Linked DNA regions of Drosophila melanogaster: region 2 is linked to region 1. The links are chromatin contacts, called in public Hi-C maps. All regions are on one chromosome and are shown on one strand. Each heading gives the region's core, a stretch centred on a gene start, on an enhancer-like site or on the middle of the called end of the contact. The rest is flanking DNA. Distances are from core to core; before and after follow the strand shown. Region 1 holds the start of jub (Ajuba LIM protein). Region 2 holds the start of CG42271.

Region 1 (3,565 bases), core at 631-3,130:
GTACGTTGAAGGTGCTTTTTATTATTATTCCATATTTAAATGATAGCTTTAGTTTAGTAAAGTAACCATGCATCTTTAAATGGATCGATAGAATTTTTGTTCACTTTACTATATATAGCATGTACTCCACCTAAGCGATGCAGTATCTATTCCATCACTTAAAGTAATTCGCCATTTTGGGGACAGACGATCGTCAGTCGCTTACCTGTGCTGCCCTGCGAGGGAGTGGGTGATGTGGCCACCGCCAGAGGAGCCGTCATCGCAATGGGCGTCGCCCGCAAGGAAGCGGTGGATGTTGGTGCTGCTGGTGCCGCTGCTGCTGATGTCGGTGCATTGGATGTGGTTGGTGGAGCTGCCGTGGCCATGCCCATGGCCAGTGATGACGTTATTATTGGTGGTTCCTGGACAGTTCGCTGGGCAGGGGCTCCCGTTGCAGCCGCCCTGCCGGTAGCCAATCCTGCTGCCGTATTCCTGTGCAGATTCGCCGTCATGCAAACGTAGTCAGAGCTATTGATGTCCTCTATATAGTTAGGATTAACGGAGACATTAATGGCGCCGCCGGGCGACTTAACGGGCGTGTGCTGCTGCAGTTTGGCCACCGACTGCGCGGTGGGTACGGGACTTAGGTGGCTAGGTAACGATAGATTCCTATATCGTTGCGTTGGCGATCCCAAGGAGCTAGAACTGGCCGTGTTGCTGCTAATGCTTCGCTGGTGCATGGGCGAGGCCAGCAGCGCATTGAGATCCAGACCGGCGGTGGACGAACTGCCTGAGGAGTTGGACGTGGGCTGCATCTCCTGATACATGGTGGCGGTGGCCGGCGAGGCCTGTGGCTGTGCCCGCTGGCCAGAGTGTGGAATGATGTTCTCGTATATGGGCGCAGCATGCTCCTCCAGATCGCCAGTTGGACCCAAAGCAGCAGAACGTCCCGATGGTGGTGGTGGTCCTCCTGCTGCTCTGGTCGTTCCCAACGATGCAGATCCTTGATTCTCTGGCACCGGCGTGTGTGCAAAGCGCCCAGCCCGAATGGGCTGCATCAGCAGATAGCCGTTCAATATGGCGCTCTGCCTGCTCCCGGGACTTTGAGGCTGAGCCCTCTTGTGGTTTGAATCGAATTGACCGTAGAACTCCAAGTTCTCATATACCGGCGAATGCTTCTGCGGTGCAATCCGCTGGCCCAGAATCTGTGCGGTCGGTGCATAGATTTGTGCACTTCCGTTGTGCGTGTGCTGTATCTGCTCCACCGGACGGGGCGTGGCGTATTTGGAGGCGGCAATGATGTTGCCGCGCTCGTACAGCTTATAGTCCTGATTGTGATGGAGTTGCTGCATTTGCTGCATCTGATGTTGCTGCTGTTGCTGCTGACTTTCCTGCAGGTAGTTCTCAATGGCGCCCGGTGAGCGCTGGTAGCTTCGCATGGCCACGCCCCCGTCTCCAGGGCCACCACTGCCGCCCCCTCCTCCAACACCAGCACCACCTCCCCCACCGATGTGAAGACGCTGCATCAGTGTCTCATAGTCGGAATCGGAGTTGCCGGGATTCCTCGCCTGCGTCTGCGTCCGCTGGGTGGTCATTCTGTCTTTTGATATATGTATATTTATCCACCAGATCCTGCTCCTCCTCCTTATCGTCTTCTTCTTCCGTCTCTCCTACTCCCTCGCCACACTTGCTGTCTCGCTCTGCGGGGGGGACGCCGCCCCGAAATCAACGATTGGCTCGCTTTTCCCGGTCGGAAAAGACCTTAGCTAACTGTGCTCGGCTAGTTGGCAATCAGTCAGTCGGCTTTTCCTTTATTCTATCAGCTTTTCTGCATTTTCTTTGTGCGCCTGCATTGGAATATCAAAAAATTCGTACAGTTAAGTGTGACCGCCGCGGGTTACGTTTATAATATACTGTCCGGCAGGCAGGCGAATATACCACAAAATATACTGCAGCTCAAAAGGGCCACTCTAAAATATCAAATACATATTGCATTGCATTACATTGTTTTTTTTTTTTTAATCTAGCAACGTTATTATTTAAAATTGTAAATTTAATTACAATTCCACTTAGTTATTTTTTTAGCTTGCAATAATTTTAATCCATTTAAAGTCGGGATTTTGAAATATTTGAGGTCTAAATTTCAAACATTGAAATTTTAATATTACTCTTCTTGAGTTTTTAACTTATATCCACTATTTTTACTTTTGAACCCAAAAGGTTAGCCAAAACTACAATTTTAGATCCCATAGCTCGAAATATATTATTATTTATATTTATATATTATTTACCTTATGATTATTTTTAAATAAAAGTTGAATGAATGGAAGTTTCGTGTACAAGTTTTGTATATTTAAAGGTTTTGGTCTGCCGCGTTTACATTTTGGTTAGTACAGAAACATTTAAATTATGTATATAACTAGCGTATATATCTGCGTAATTTGCATTAAGTTAGCATAGGAAGCCACAACAACGCGATGGAGCAGATGTACCGCATGGACCAGACTATGTGGCGTTCATGTCTGCAATGGAGCACGTCTGGTTCACCTTGAAGATGTTGGACAGCTCGTCCAGCAGTGTCTCATAGCGATAGGCCACACGGATCTCTGGCACATTGGTGCGCGTGATGTCGTTGCCCATGATACCGTCCTCGTAATAGATGGGTCCCAGCCACTGCTGTTTGATCTGTGGATGAAATCGGAATTGGAATCATTTGTCCGAACATAAAGCAGAAAGCATGCTTGGAACTCACGGCATGTGGGAATCCGCTCATCATCACACTGTTCCTGGCCAGCTCGCACATGTCGCATGAGCTGAGCTTCCACACCTGTGCCGCAATGCTGTACTCCTCCATGAGGGGTTCCTGAAAAGCGGACATGGGTTAATTTAATGCTGAATATTAAAGCATATATTGTCTAGCCCACCTTGGTGAAGTGGAATTGCAAGGGATCATCCGTGGAGAGGGAAATGATGAGGCCACGGGCCAAATACTCTGGCAGCGGATTGCGATGATAGTTGAGGAACAGGGAGTTGTTCGACAGCGGCGACATGGCGATGCCAATCTGGGTCAGATAATACAGATACTGCAGCACGGGCACTTTGCGCAACAGGAGGCCGTGGGAGATGTTCTCGGCCATGAGGAAGCCGCAAACCAGATGCTGCACGGGTCCAGCCTCGCCGCAATGGGGCCGCAGCACAAAGGTGTTCATATTGCGAGATCTGATGTATCAAAGGTAACAGTGGGTTAATCAATGATATATATACATATCAATATACTTCTACGCACTGTCTAAACTTGTTCAGCACCGTCATGTTGGCGTACATATAGTAGATATAGTAGGCATAGGGCGGATTCTCCTCGTAGGTCCACTCCTCCGGACGTGGCACATCGTTGTCGAAGAGCGGATTCTCCGGCTTGGACTCATCGTCCACCGAATCGAATCCGATCACGTACTGCAGAAAGCGATGCAACTCGGGATGCTTACTGGGTCGGGCTGTCGCCTCGAAGAGCGGCAGGAATATGTTGTTCAAGATCTCCTGGAATGACTTCATCATCTTGTTCGACTTGAAGATGTCGAAGAGACGG
Region 2 (3,565 bases), core at 636-3,135, 400 kb after region 1:
AGACCAGGTCAGATTGCAGGCGGGGGAATGCAATGGTTACAGAACGGCAGGTGGCACAGCTAAAGCAGGAGGGGATTGAATAACAAACAACTGGTTAATTTCGTTTAAATTCATTAGCAAAACAAAGTTTATTCCAAGAATAAATTCATAATCACATGGAACGCAATGCAACACCAGCTCCCGATGGGATTACACATAAGTTTACAACATATAAATTCGAAAATGGAGTAATGGAAATCATGGGTTTAGTGCGTTCAATCGATTTCGATTGGATGCAACCGATGCAACAAACGAAAAATGAAATATTAGTTCGATAGCCGAATGTTTGCGATTGAAACGTCTTTGGTTGGACGCGTTGGAATCGAATGAACTCAAACCGGATGTGGTTGCATGGAAGTGAGCGAGAGGTATGTGGTGCAGTGGGTGGAACAGTGACATGGCCAAATATTTGGTTAACAAAACTAAAAAAACAACAACGACCGCCGCGCGTTTTCCGATTGTTTGCGTTTCATTTTGGATTTTCTTATTTGGTTTTTTGGGTTAGAACTGTATAAGATCACCTTCAAACGGCGCCACCACCTCCGTGGGCACGGGCACGGACAACTCCTCCGCCGGCTGGCCGTGCAGCTGTAGCTGCTCCTGCATTTGCTGCTCCAGCGGCATGCCGAGGTCAATGTGATTGCCCATGGAGGATGACGCCCCGCTGCTGGGCTGGCGGCTCTGGCTAACAATCTGTTCCTTTAGCTGGCGTATGAGCGCGTTTAGCTTCTCGCTGGATGCGTGCTCGATGCACTGCACCCAGGCCAGGCGTTCGGCCGACGAACGTGTAATGAAACGTTCCGATGGGCTGTCCTTGAAGTCTGCAACACATAGGCATTTAGTAGTAGTAATCATAGCATAGCATCATTGTGCATTGTTGCCTACCTAAATCGAATACGTAGCCCTCGGAATCACGCTCCTCATTCTGAATGCGCGCACGACAGTTCTCCAGCACCAGGAGGCCGGCCACCGCTGACTTGGGGTCCTTATCCTTGAGGTAGAACAGTAAATTTCCACGCAGTTTACACCAACGTTCAACTCTGACTGTGGGCGGTAGAATTAGGTGCATAAGCCAAGTGCCTGGACAGGATTGGATGTTGTGTGTGGGTGGGTGGGTGGTTGGTTTTGTTCGGTTGTGTGTGTGTTTGCTAATGCATGTGCATGGATGCGAGTGATCAGATGGTAGTGGTGCAATCAATACCTTCGCTAGAGCGCCACAGGAAGCCCTCCTGGCGATCGGTGATGATGAGCAGGCCCTCCTTGTCGAATCGCGTTGCTGGATTGCTGGCCAGGGAGTTCAGTTCCGGCTTGTTAAAGCGCATGGCTGCTTATCGCTGGATCTAATGGATATACACAAATGCCACACAATTGGTGGCCGGACCACTCGTTTAGCAACTCCATAGATGGACGGGCACGCCCGCAAAGCGTCGAATGCTCGGGCCACATCAATAATTCACGGCAATTACACGATGTGTACGTGCTGCTAGGGGGCGTGGCCGGTGGAGGAGGCGGCTCCCTAACTGGGTACACACACACACACACACATACATACCTTCTGCTCCTCCCCCTCTCCTCCTTCTCCACCTTTATTTTTTTTGGTCCTGCGACCTCGTTACTTTGTTGTTATTGTTGTTGTTGCTGCTGCTGCTGCACAGCTGGCTGCCAAACGCCCCGCACTCCGCTGGCACTCACAATCGGGCTACTCCTGGCCAGGAGCTGGGTCATCCGTCGCTCCGAGTGAATCCCCTTGCCCACGATTGCAATTAATACAAGCAACTAATTGAATTTAACAGCTAATTTTGATAAGCGCACTGCGCTACTGTTTCTGATTGGAAAATAAGTTGGAGATGACAGCTGGAGGTGGCAAAATCGGTCGTGAGTATCGAATGGAAGTTCTTGATTTCCAATGTTACGATGAAATGCAAATTTAGTAATGCAACCTATATAATATTTCATTTAAATATATATATATTTATTTATTTCATATTTGATGGCATCTTTATAACAAAAATTATTCTAATTGGAAAATTAGCGCTGAGCAATGCAAGAGTGTGGTCACACTGTTGGCAGAATTTACCGATAGTATCGATGTATACTTATAATCAAAATAAGAAATTGTAATTCTTGCTTAAAATGTTAATGCAAGCAAATGAAATTAATAAATATCCATATAGATTAAAACAAACCAATTTTCATCAATAAACAAGTGCATTTATACGCAACTTTTGTATTATAATTCTCTAATTCTTAGCATTAGTTCAAGTGATTAAAAAATCGCCCAGCTTAATATCAAATGTTTCATATTCATAACAGCATATATATATATAACATTTTACTATAAATGAAGAGGGAGAATGTCACATACAAATATGTGGGATCTAAAAGTACACTTAGCATTGTACTAGGCATAATTAGTGTAGCTACAAGGACTGGATTGTCCCATTTCCGGTTTCAATTACGCCATTTCCGTTTCCGGTTCAGTGACGTCGACTGCTCTTGATGTCCACTTTAAATTGTCGCGACCATTCCGCCAGCAAATCGAACTGAGTAACAAATGGAATTAGCTAAGGAATAGAAGGTGCAATTCCATCGAACATCTACTCACATCCCGATCCATGATGTTGTCACAGAAACTCAAGTCCAGCAACTGCAGCTTGGGACAGTTGACCAGAATGCTGAAATCGAATCGAATTGAATGCTTAATGATCTTAAAGTGATTAAAAAGGAAGAGAGACGTACTCATAAACACGCTCATGCGTTATGTTCAGAATGCCCATGAGGTCAAGCTGCTCCAGATTCTTGCCCAGCGCGGCAATATGCATGAGATCGCGTTCGGTGGTGCCGCGCACCGCCGACAAGAAGAGCTTCTTTAGCTTGGGACAGTTGGACAGCAGCTGGAACAGGCCATCTCCGAGCGATGCCTCCCTCATGCTAAAAGAACAGAACATGTTTAACTTAAGGATTATGCAATTCCATCGCGCATGACACCTACCACCAGCCCAGATCCAGTTCCTCCAGCTGATGGAGACGCGCCAGCGATTGCAATCCTCTGGACGACAGAAAGTGCGCCTTCCACAAATCCAGCGAGATCAGCTGCGTATTGTACGTGGCCAAATGGGCGGCCACATTGTCCATGTTCACCGAGACACCACAAAATGCTTGAGCAATGGGCATCAAATGCAATTGGTTAAACGCAACAAAACTGAAGCTATCTAGAAGCTCACCCAGATTCAGATGCTTTAGCTTGCGATTGCCCTCGAGCATGCTGAGCAGCAGTTCCGTTTCGAAGTACGTTTGAAAGAGATCGAGACGCTCCAGATTCTTGAGATTGGCCAGACAGGAGAAGTTCAACAGCGGCGGTTCAGTGGCACAGTTGCGCAGGCTCAACTCTGCGACGAAATATTAAGTTAAACCTTCGATAAGGATGCGAGAAAAACCCACCTATCAGATTATCACAGACAATGCCCACATTCTCAATGCAGCTGGCATTGAGAAACTTGCAGGAGTTCAGACGCAGGTGGGTTAG

The links. Hi-C and Micro-C count contacts between places; a contact is called where the count stands out from the background.
Region 2: a contact with region 1 is called in a Hi-C map of the Kc167 cell line, with 2.6 times the contacts expected there. The contact joins the promoter of CG42271 here to the promoter of jub in region 1. A contact is called at or near these places in 17 of 107 Hi-C or Micro-C datasets (the D17-c3 cell line, the Kc167 cell line, the OSC cell line and 6 more) and 2 of 6 datasets of contacts at active chromatin or transcription factors (both in the Kc167 cell line).

The regions. Positions count from the first base shown.
Region 1 is chrX:13,828,437-13,832,001 of dm6, forward strand. jub (Ajuba LIM protein) reads right to left here and starts at 1,881. Exons shown (of 6, transcript NM_001298303.1): 1 at 206-1,881. The coding sequence starts at 1,574. AMPdeam (AMP deaminase) reads right to left here. Exons shown (of 9, transcript NM_001258730.2): 6 at 3,266-3,565; 7 at 2,904-3,198; 8 at 2,732-2,842; 9 at 2,305-2,664.
Region 2 is chrX:14,232,181-14,235,745 of dm6, forward strand. It overlaps CG42271, which reads right to left and starts at 1,886. Exons shown (of 9, transcript NM_206711.3): 1 at 1,592-1,886; 2 at 1,241-1,379; 3 at 925-1,083; 4 at 561-860. The coding sequence starts at 1,361. It overlaps Fbxl4 (F box and leucine-rich-repeat gene 4), which reads right to left. Exons shown (of 10, transcript NM_132723.3): 5 at 3,481-3,565; 6 at 3,264-3,428; 7 at 3,032-3,197; 8 at 2,779-2,970; 9 at 2,645-2,714; 10 at 2,233-2,582. The coding sequence ends at 2,517.